Regions from separate parts of the Mus musculus genome. Here region 1 is linked to region 2. The links are chromatin contacts, called in public Hi-C maps. All regions are on one chromosome and are shown on one strand. The core of a region is the stretch at or near the end of the contact, and the rest is flanking DNA. Distances in the headings are between cores, read along the strand shown. Region 1 has its middle 4.4 kb from the start of Gm34372. Region 2 overlaps Mapkap1 (mitogen-activated protein kinase associated protein 1).

Region 1 (5,526 bases), core at 1,596-4,095, 150 kb after region 2:
GCCGCCAAAGAGGGGGCTGGAACGGGGAGGCAAGAACCAGATCCAAAACAAAATGAATTGTTAAGTTGCACACTGGCTCCAAATGAGGTAACCCAAACCCGAGGTAAGCCCCAAATCTCCAAAGAATAAGACGGAGCTCGTCAGCTATCCCTATGCCCCTGAGGATGCTGGGTAACGCTCCCCCTTTGTCTTTTTGTTTGTTCTTAGCTCAAGCACCAGAGCGGCTACAAAATTGGTTAAAGCTTCCAAAGTGTGTCTTTCTCCAGAAACGTCTTATAAGAGACAAAAGATTTACAAGATCTGAAGAGTGAAGCAGGATAATTGTTTTTGGAATGACCCCAATATTTTCACCCCGGCGACCCCGGCTGGGCATCTTGCCCCCATATTTATGATTCCTGGTCCTCTGCGTACTACTGGGCGACCTTTCTGAGCCCCTCTGAGAAGCCCCAATCCCTTATCGGGCCTGTAACTCACCCTGACGTTATCTCTCGGGAGGGTTTTATACACTTTAATTTAACTCCCCCGTCATTATTTCCCGGACTTCAAGGTTTTCTCTTTGGAACTGCCCTTCCTGGGACAAGTATAATGTGTTTGCCATCAAACCCAATAAATATGTTTGCACAGGAGATGGGAACCATTTGGGGAGAGGCGCTCAGACTGGAAAGCAGCCGGAGCTCCCACCCGATGTGCTCCAGGGTGGGTGAGCGCTAGTGTCCTTGATCCTCTGTAGTGATGCAGGTGGGCCTTTGGGGCAGGGGAAGAAGGCACCAAACAAAACATAAGATGCCCAGACGACAGACGCCTCCTTTCTGCTGTTCTTCGCTGTTATCTGACTTGGTTTTGTGATGTGGTTGTCGCTGTTGAGACACTGGAGCAAGTCACTTTATAGCTCATTGTCAAGGAGTCCTAGCGGGGCTCGAACTCACCACCTCCTGTCACCACCCATGAGGACTCGATTACAGAACTGAAGCAATGCTCAGGGCAGGCATGCTTACCCAAGATGCACAGAGACAGAACCAGACACAGAGGATACAGGTGTGGCCTGGTCACACGGCACATGGACCCAAGTCGCAGGCCAGCTTGGGCTACAGAACCAGAACTCTCTCCAGGACTTTCCATGTTAGCCTTTGAGCTTCTTAGAGTCCCGTCCACCTGACCACACAGGTTTTGTCCCTCTAAATTCCCTTCAAAGGAAGTTATGGCACACAGTAGGGATCCAACTGGAAGTCCAGGGGACTAATTTGGGTTCCTCTCAGGGACAGCTGTGGAAGGAGCCTCCTACAGAGAGTGGTCTGGGCCTGTGTCCCCAAACACGCCCATCAATCTCGGTGGGTCCCTCCAGCAGGAGCAAATTAAAGTTTCTCTCAGTGCTTCCCTCAATACTCTGGGCCTCCGTCCCCTCACCTGCAAGATACCACAAGGAAATGCGCTCCGGTGACTAACCAAATGCAGGGGCTGGAGGGGCGGCCAGAGGTTATGAGTAGGCATTCCTGTCGCATGGAACCTGAGGTCACTTCCCAGAGGTTCACAAATGCCTGAGAGATCTGATGCCCCTGGTCTCGATGGGCACCTGCACATGCGCACATACCCACACATATACAGAATACATAACTAAAATACCCAGACATACACACATACATAATTAAAAATAATTCCTTAAAAAAATTAGCCAAGATGTGGAGGTCTCCAGGCCTTCCTGCGTCCCATCCTGTGCCCGGCTGCACACAGTTCAGGCTGCAGCCGGGACAGGAAATGATTCCCTGCCCAGTCCGTGGGACCGGTCCTCAGGGTATTTATTCTACCTGTGTCAGCTTCTGCCCAGCCCCTCAGCTCCTTCTCCTGGGACAACCAGAGTGGTTTCCACCTCAACCCTGACCAAGTGGCCCAGAGCAGAACCCCCATTGGTTGAGGCCTACAGCGAGAGCCAAACCATGTTCTGGGTGCTGCCGAGTGACAGAGCGCTGGGCGACAAAGACTGGGGGTCTTTGAGAAAGGGTGCTCTGGCCTAGACTAGGAAATAACGAGAACACCAGGGAACAGGAGGCTGGGGACACTGTAAGCCAGGCCCAGGGTGGCTTTCAGCCCTCTACAGGTGCCAGGAGCCTGGTAATGACCCTGTGTCAAAGATGCCACTGAAGCCACTGACAGGCACCAGGAACCCCACCCCCACCCCTATAGGGAGCCTCAGAGGTGGGGATGAAGGTCTGTGTCAGTGGCCAGCGTGGAGAGATGCTCAGAGCAGAGGCTGCTGACACAGCGTGCCCTGGTGGGAATAGTCAGGACATTTGCTCACTGCTGTGGGAAGTGTCCACATGGGACCTTTGTCCTGTTATTATGGAGAGCTTTCTGTCACTGAGTTCTTGAGTACTTTAAAAAGGTTTTGGACACTCTGTCCATTTTCTGTGTCATGGGCTAGGGTACATATTGATGTGAGAGAAAGAGAGAGAGAGAGAGAGAGAGTGTGTGTGTGTGTGTGTGTGTGTGTGTGTGTGTGTGTGTGTGTGAAGGTCAGAGATCAGCAGCATCAGGCCATTTTAATCTGATTTACTTCTGGCTACCACAGATCAAGTTTCTACCCTCTTAGCACTGCCTATGAGGGCTCAGTTTCAACCTGGCAAAGCTCTGAGTGTGCCTGCCCCTGTGTCCCCACCAGAGCCTGAGTCCCCTAACACAGACAATGATCAGGCACACTGCACACTGGACCCGGAACACTGGCTATGCTGGGACCCAGCTGCATTTTGTCCCTGATCAAAGACTCCAGGGAGCTCCGCCCACACGAGTCTCTGGTCTAGCATGGTCTAGTGTGGTCTAGCTTGCACAAGGTCCTAGATTCTGATTTGATTCTGGGAATCAGGATATGTCTCCTAGCATGCAGGAAGCCCTGGGTCCAGTGCTCAGAACTACATAACCCAGCTATATCAAGGGATACCTATAATCTTGGCATTTTGGAGACAGGGGCAGCTGCCTGGCCCAGGTTGGACTATATAGGATGATAAATCTAATTTATAAGATCAAAGGTGTGTGTGGACAACTTATTAAAACATGAAGTTAGCTGACACGTGGTATGGAAGCACACAGAGACAGGCGAGACTCCAAAGCCCTCACTGACATCTTGACCCTGTATCCAGCCCACAACCGAGGCTTCTGCAGTCACATGAACATGAAAAGGTATTTCTGCTTCTTAGAATACTCTGACAGTTGCCAGACAGTGATGGTGCACACCTTAAATCCCAGCACTCCGGAGACAGAAGCAGGTAGATCTCTGAGTTCAAGGACAGCCTGCTCTACAGAGGAAGTTCCACCAGGACAGCCAGAGCTACACAGAGAAACCGGGAAGGGAAGGGAAGAGAAGGGAAGGGGAGGGGAGGGGAGGGGAGGGGAGGGGAGGGGAGGGGAGGGGAGGGGAGGGGAGGGGAGGGGAGGGGAGGGGACAAACCCAGTCAGCTTCTAATGCCTCTATACACGCTGGATTAATACCTCCTCTATCTTGATCCACATGAAATGTTGAGGAGAAAAGGGACCAGTCAGAGAAGATGGTCCAAGATCAGGGCATGCTAATCCTGAGGCATAAGACAAAGTGGTGGTGACCCTGATAAGAAGCCAGCTTGCCTGCCTATCTGCTTGCTTGTCTGTCTGCCTGCCTGCCTGGTTGCCCTCAAACTCTGGCACAAAAAACAACATAAAAATAACTTGATCCTTGAGTAGATGAGTAACTGAAGGAAAAAAGGAATGAGTACACATTGCCTCAGTCGGCTTCCCTGGCCTGGGTGCCAAGAATGAGGCAAAGAACCACTATTTCTCCACAAAGAGACCTGGGTTCTCTGGTGCCCAGGCACTTAGAATCCGCTTGTGAGGATCTGGCCATGCCCCTGCCACAGAGCCTAGTGAGGCATCAGCCTCAGCCCTGAGAAGGCTCAGAGCTTCCATCCACGAAAGGTCTCCCGATACAATAAAAGATTATCAGCTCGATAATATGAGACATAACTAGGGCCACTATGCCCCGTTGGATTGAAAGCCAGAGAGTCAAGAGTCCCCTCCCCCAGAGATTTATTCCCCATGGAGTGGTAGTTTCCCAGCTGGCCCAGCTGGAAAGATTAGACCTGGTCTCTCTCCCTCCATCTGGGGGGAGGGGAATCACATTTTTATTTAATCTTCAATGAGCTGGAACAGCAAAGATGGCGTGAACGCACATTAATTCTGAAACAAATTATTAAGGCTTGATCTAGGATTCCGGGAAAACCACTCCCCACCCCCGCCAGCCGCCTCCCTTCATTCTGACCATCCGTTCCCTCCGGAAAACATACCATCAGGCCCAAGTGTTTCCCCAGGGCTGAACATAAAGGCCTAGGATAGACCAAGCCCAGGGCCAGCGCAGCCGCAGGCCTGGTGACAATCTGCTGTCCTGGGCCTTGACCCCTACCAATGACCTCCATGTTCTGTCTCCTCCCTGCCCATGCATATAGCTGCTCCTCCCCAAGCCCGGCCTCCCCCTGGCTTCTCAGGAACCTTGGCCTTCCCAGGACATCAAGAACCTACCTCCCTGAGTTGGCTCAGACATGGCTACACCCCCAGGGCCATAGGCCTTCCACCTCCTACAGACTTAGGGCAAAATCCAGAGTCCCCTGGACTGTGGCTCTCTTCCCTTGTCCCTAAAAGGCTTCACCTGCCTTCCCTTCTATTCATCCCTCTTGGAGCTGTGGCCCCACAACCTGCCTGCCCCTTCCTTCCCCACCCTTCCCACTTGAGAGTGTGAACTGATATCCACGTGTTTGTGGGACCTCTGCTGCCCACATCCCCAGTGGATACCAAGACCTGCCATCTCTTGTCCTTGAAATTAAATAGTACATAATTAGGGGCTGTCCAGAGGGCTCAGTGGGTAAGATGGCTTGCTGTGCAAGAAAACAGACCCAAGTTCAAATCCTCAGCACCCATGTAAAAGCTATGCATGGCTACACACATGTCAGTAACCACAGAGCCATGAGCGATAGAGACAGGAAGATCACCAAGGATTACTGACTGCTTGTCTAACTCGGGGTTCAGTGAGGTGAAGAGTAATAGAGTGGGACAGTTGATGTCCTCCTCTGGCTTCCACATTCACACACATGTGCACATATACTACCTACATACAACACATGCACAGCAATAATAGATACATACATACTTAGTGTCCAATGCTCACAGACAAAGCCCTGTAGGAAGTGAGAACACAGAGTTTGTCCCACTCAGTATGGCCCAGGGCAAACAGTAGGTGCTCAATAAATGGCTATTGAGCCAGGCATGGTGGCGCACACCTTTAATCCTAGCACTCAGGAGGCAGAGGCAGGCAGATTTCTGAGTTCAAGGCCAGCCTGGTCTACAGAGTGAGTTCTAGGACAGCCAGGGCTATACAGAGAAACCCTGTCTCAATAAATAAATAAATAAATAAATAAATAAATAAATAAATAAATAAATAAATAAAATGGCTATTGATAAAGGGAGGGAAACATGGGTCCCCAGCCCCTCCCATCAAACCCTCTCAGGTCTCCC
Region 2 (5,369 bases), core at 1,718-4,217:
GTTCAGTTGTCCATGGGGTAATTGAGGGGTTGTGCCACAGTTTCCTGTAGTTGAGGACTGTGGTGATGGCCAACTGTGTGACCTTTGCCAGAGCTCCCCCCAACTAGTAATGGAGTCAAGCATGTGCTCTCCATTGAGTTTTAATGTTGAAAGTTGGTATTAAATCTTAAAAGACTCATTATACTATGAAAATTGATAGCGTTTAAAACATGTAACTCTTCTTTATGGTCCAAAAAATCCTGTTTTTACTTTTAAAGTGTATTGATTTTATTATATAAATGATTTAATAATAAAGAGATCTCTAAACTTATGCTAGGTGATGGGGCTTAGTTCATGCAAATTACCTTTCCCTGATATTATCATCATTATGGAAGCCATTGTTTGTATAATTAAATGCAGAGTGCTGTGTAGCATTTAATGATCAAAAAATCCCACAATGGCTATGAAAATTCAAGATGGACACTTTCTATCTTGTAAAAATGGCTTTAAGATGACTGAATCTTAGGACATACTGTAACTGTCTCCAGGCCAGATGAGAGGAGATTGCTATAGATTTTCTTTGCAAACAATTGAAGAAATCTTTCCCTGTTGCCTGTGCCTCCTTTTGCATAGAAGAATATTTTGTCTGAGCAGCAGCTTTGACCACATAAGAAGGATCACTGACTACATAACAGTCGTGGGAACAGAGCTCTTGCAGGAGAGATGCAAGCATCAACTCAGGGCCTCTGCACAGATCTATACCCCAGTTCCACAGAGCCCTGGTACAAGCTTCACTTTTGCTTTAGACTGCGGTATTTTAAAAACAGATGTTCTCCTGTGTATTTCACAGCTGAGGGAACTTGACTTCTAAAGAGGTTACAGACCTGTACATAGTCACACCACTCAAAGCTGACAGGCCCACAGTCCAGACCAACCCTTTGCCTCTGCACTGAGGGGCCTGGCACCCGAGACATGATACCACCAGCATGGTAGACATGGATGGTAACGGGAAGTGTGTTGTTCTGAATTAAGCTTGAGGAAAGTGGTTGCCATTCCTGTTACAGTCTGAATAGGCTTTCAGTTTTCCCCTCCTGCTTCCCCTATTCTTTGTTTACTGCTTAACATAAATTTGACAATGAATGACCAAATTTTTCCAGTTGATATATATTTTTAAATTTTTATTTTACTGGCTGGTCATGGTGGTGCATGCCTTTAACCCAGCATTTCAGAGGCAGCGGCAGGCCCATCTCTGTCTCTGTAGAGTTTGAGACCACCTGGTCTACATAGCTAGTTCCAGGCTACCTAGGGCTGTATAATATGACTTGTCTAGGAAAAATAAAGGTATTATTATTATTATTATTGTTATAAATGTGCTGTGGAGAGCTTGTCAGTGTCACAGTGTATGTCTGGAGGTTGGAGGACAACTTTCAGGAGTTGGTTCTCTCCGTCAATCATGGTTTCCAGAATCCAAGAATTGGGCTTATTGAGCAAGCACCTGTTGCTGTTGAGTATTTTTGCTGGCCTTCATTTGCTAACTTAATTTATTTAAGTTTATTGTTCAAACCACACAGGATAACTCAATGCTTAAAACAGGGGTGTTAGGCTTCCTCCCATCCCCAAGGATCAGGGCATTAAAAGTTTTGAGAAGAACAACTTCCTGTACCTGTCTAGGGCTGTAGACTTTTGCTGTGATGTTACAGTTTTCCTGTGCTGTCTTCTGGAAAAGGTCACAGTCCAGTGTGCTCTACAGTACAGCAGCCCAGGTGACCTTGAAAAGGTCACAGTCCAGTGTACTCTACAGTACAGCAGCCCAGGTGACCTTGAAAAGGTCACAGTCCAGTGTGCTCTACAGTACAGCAGCCCAGGTGACCTTGAAAAGGTCACAGTCCAGTGTACTCTACAGTACAGCAGCCCAGGTGGCATTGGGTTTTTGTTTGGTTTGGTTTGTGTGTTTGGAGTTTTGGTTTGGTTATAGGTATATAAAGGAGGCCGGGCAAGGGCTGGGAGGGAAGTGCTGGAAAGCAGCAGTAGACTTGTTCAGATGTCATTAGGCTAGCACCAAGATCAGTGGGAATACTCTGCAGGAATCTTTTACCCAACAGGAAGAAACATTGAATTGTCAAGACTGTCCATGGGGGTAAGGTAGAGGGCTTAGGTTTTTGTTTGTTTGTTTGTTTTGTTTTGTTTTTAGCTGGTGACAGGGCCACATCAGTTTAGGGCTTCAGGAGAGGCTGCTGCATGCCACATTCTGAGGGTGTTTTACAGGAGATACCCAGAAGCTGTCTTAAGAGTTTCAAGTCTGTGGTTGTCAATAAAACCTTTTAAGTCTCTGATTATAAAGTAAGATTATTATATCCACATATAGCAAGAATAGTGGCCAAGAGCATTTCAGGAGCCATTACTGTAGATCAGAGAAATGAATGCTTCTCCATGGAATCTTTTCAGGTCCTCCCTGCAACCCCATGAGGGAGAACTGTTATTCTCCATGCTTTTAAAATCCTGTGTGTGTATGATGTGTGTTCTCATGCGTGTGTGGAAGTGAGAGGTTGACTTTGTTTCCTTGCTCTGTTGCTTCTCATTTTATTTACTTACTTTTTGTTGTTTATTATTTTCTTGAGATAGACTCTCTCACTAAACCTGGAGCTCACTGGTGGCTAGATTAGCTGACTATATAGCACCATGCCACTATGCCCTATTTCCTGTTGTTTATTTACAATGGAATCGCACTATGTAGCTTTGAGTGACCTGGACCTTGCTTGTAGACCAGATTAGCCTCGAACTCACAGAATCTGTCTGCCTCTGTCTCCCAAGTGCTGGAATTAAAGCTGTGTGCCACCACGTGCCTAGCATCTAACATACGTTTTGAAGATCCAAACTCAGGCTCTCATTCTTTGCGGATAAGGACATCATGACCTAAAAAAGCCTAAGTTGCTGAAGGTCAGTCTCTGTCGGCGTTGTGTGCAGGCCTGAGTTCCGGCTTATGCTCTTCACCACCACACTGTGCTGCCTTCCAGCTTCTGTTACAATGGCAAGGATCCAAGAAGCACCCAGATCAGAACTTGACCTCCTTAAAGAAGGAGTGACAGTTGACGTTCTTGATAATAAAAGCTTAATGGAACCAAGGTTGGTGATTCAGAGGGAATTAATGAAATTTTGTCAATTTTATTTTAAGCTTGTCAGAAAATACAGTGTCCAGTGACAAACTGTAGAAATGTTTTTGACAAATTAACTTGACTACAGGTGCCAGATCAGGGAAATGTTAATTTAATAGCCTTTAAGCAGTCTAGATTTATTGAGGGTTAAGATAGCAGTACAAAGCCAACTCCATAGCTCTGAATGGATTTGTCATATAGTTTTATATAAAATCTATTCATATTCATTGCTACTATTTTGAATGCAAAAAAAGTGAGTTCATCTCCTGAGCCCATAAAACTGTAGTGTTTAGAAGTTTTTCCTCTGTTATAAAGAGCCTCTTTATTTTTCACAATTAGATAATCTGGTTTATTGTGTTTGAAAATATTACTTATCTTCAAATGGAAACCATTAAATGTTGTTAGAGAAGTGAGCATATAAGTGTACCAGATCTTGCCTTGCTATCACCCTATGTAGGATAGGGAGAAAGGTGTCAGTAGAAAGGCAAAGCAGCTATTGCTTAAACACAATATTTCCTTTCAAAGACTACAAATAAAATAAACCTTTTATCAATTTGCATTATTATGTTGTCTGGATACACTGATGCATTTATTTGTGCATTAAAATTACATATAATGATCTGTTTGTGCAGTTGTGACTAATGGAATAACGTTGCCTGCTTTTTGTCTCTTTAATTGCAGAAGCCAAGCTATCTGTCCTTTCTGTTTCCTTCCTTTGGCAAAGAAATTGAACACTTAGCAACAGTTTGGAGATCTGCTATTCAATTTATTATTGGAAGTGTTTATGTTAAGTAGCCCTGCTACCTGAGCCTTATGTTCGTAAGTCTTAGTTCAGTTGACTCAAGTGATGAGGGTTGTTCCTGAGTGAAAATCATTTTAATCAGGCCATGTAGCTTGCAATCCCAGCAGCATGCAGGAAGCAAAGATAGGAAGATCACACATGTGAGACCAGCAAGACCTACATAGCAAGGTCCTGGCTAGCCAGGGCTATAGAGTGAGACCCTGTCCAAATGGAGTCAGGGGCAGGCTTGAAAGATGGCTTAGCAGTTAAGAACACTGGCTACTCTCCCAGAGGACCTAGGTTTGATTCCAGGTACCTACGTGGTGGCTCACAATTGTTTGTAACTCCAGTTGAAAGGATCCAACACCCTCTTAACCTCAGACATCAGGCACAAATGTAATGCACAGATATACATACAGGCAGAACACACACACTCAAAATAAATACAGGGTTTTGTTGTTTTGGGATTGTTTTTGTTTTTGTTTTTGTTTTTGAAGCAGGCTCTCTCTATGTAGACCAGGCTGGCCTTGAACTTGCAGCAGTCTGCCTGCCTCTGCCTCCTTAGTGCTAGAAGTAAAAGCATGTGCATACTTAGTTTAACATAAAATTATTTTTAAAAAAGATTATTTGAAATTGAACAGCATCTGTTCTTTCTGCTTCCTCTATTTTGGAAACTATAAAGTGCCTAATTTTGTATTAGTTTTATTATAGGCAATAGATAATATAGGCTATATATATATATATATATGTATGTATGTATGTATCTAGGTTCTATATTATTTTAGTTAATGAGACACATTGTCTAAATGGACCAGTCCATCATCATGTCCATTGCTGTACGTCTCAGCTACTTCCTATTTACATTCTCTGTGACAAATTCTTTTTAAGCTTTATATTTTTAGATTGGAAAAGCTAATTATTAGATTATTAATAAGATGGCTTATGGTTCATAATGTTGATATTCTTTTGATAGGCTTGAAAACACATTTCCAATGTATCATAAGCTACAAAGACTCATATCCCTTTACCCAGTAATATACACATAGAATGTGTACATATTTATATCAAAGAATGTTTCAGAGAATACAGCTTACAATAGTGGGATGTTAAATCTGTTCAGCTCAGTAAGCTGCAGGTAATGAAGTGTTTTAATCATTATTCCTCACTTGCTGTATGTCAGGTCCTGTGTTATATGTGCAGGAGGCATTTCAGAGAAGAGTGGCCTGGAGTAACAGAGACAGTCAGTTTCCGAGGATAAGAAAGAAGTGAGAGACCTGAGGAGTTGGTTTAGCTTAGCAAAGCTAACCCTAAACCTCTGCTGTACTTCAGGCCCAAGGAACATACACAAGTGGATGGAATGCAGTTGTTGTGTTTCTGTAATGAGAGAAGAGGAAGGGAGAGATAGAAAACAGTGAACTGTAAGGTCGTGAGAATCAAGGAAGTAGGGGCGAGGCAGT

Evidence for each region. A called contact is a pair of places that touch in the nucleus more often than the background predicts.
Region 1: a contact with region 2 is called in a Hi-C map of the N1E-115 cell line, with 2.1 times the contacts expected there. The contact joins two enhancer-like sites. A contact is called at or near these places in 2 of 484 Hi-C or Micro-C datasets (the N1E-115 cell line and olfactory sensory neurons) and 1 of 9 other capture datasets (embryonic stem cells).

The regions. Positions count from the first base shown.
Region 1 is chr2:34,631,861-34,637,386 of GRCm38.p6, forward strand. No RefSeq gene overlaps it. Among named protein-coding and RNA genes, the nearest start is that of Gm34372, 4.4 kb to the right of the region's middle. Within about 2 kb of position 2,846, at least 8 of the 459 cell types and tissues checked have an H3K27ac peak or open chromatin away from gene starts, as enhancers often do. A contact at or near this core is called in the N1E-115 cell line, where this site is marked.
Region 2 is chr2:34,484,489-34,489,857 of GRCm38.p6, forward strand. The region is part of intron 4 of Mapkap1 (mitogen-activated protein kinase associated protein 1); the gene reads left to right. Among named protein-coding and RNA genes, the nearest start is that of Mapkap1, 80 kb to the left of the region's middle. Within about 2 kb of position 2,968, at least 6 of the 459 cell types and tissues checked have an H3K27ac peak or open chromatin away from gene starts, as enhancers often do. A contact at or near this core is called in the N1E-115 cell line, where this site is marked.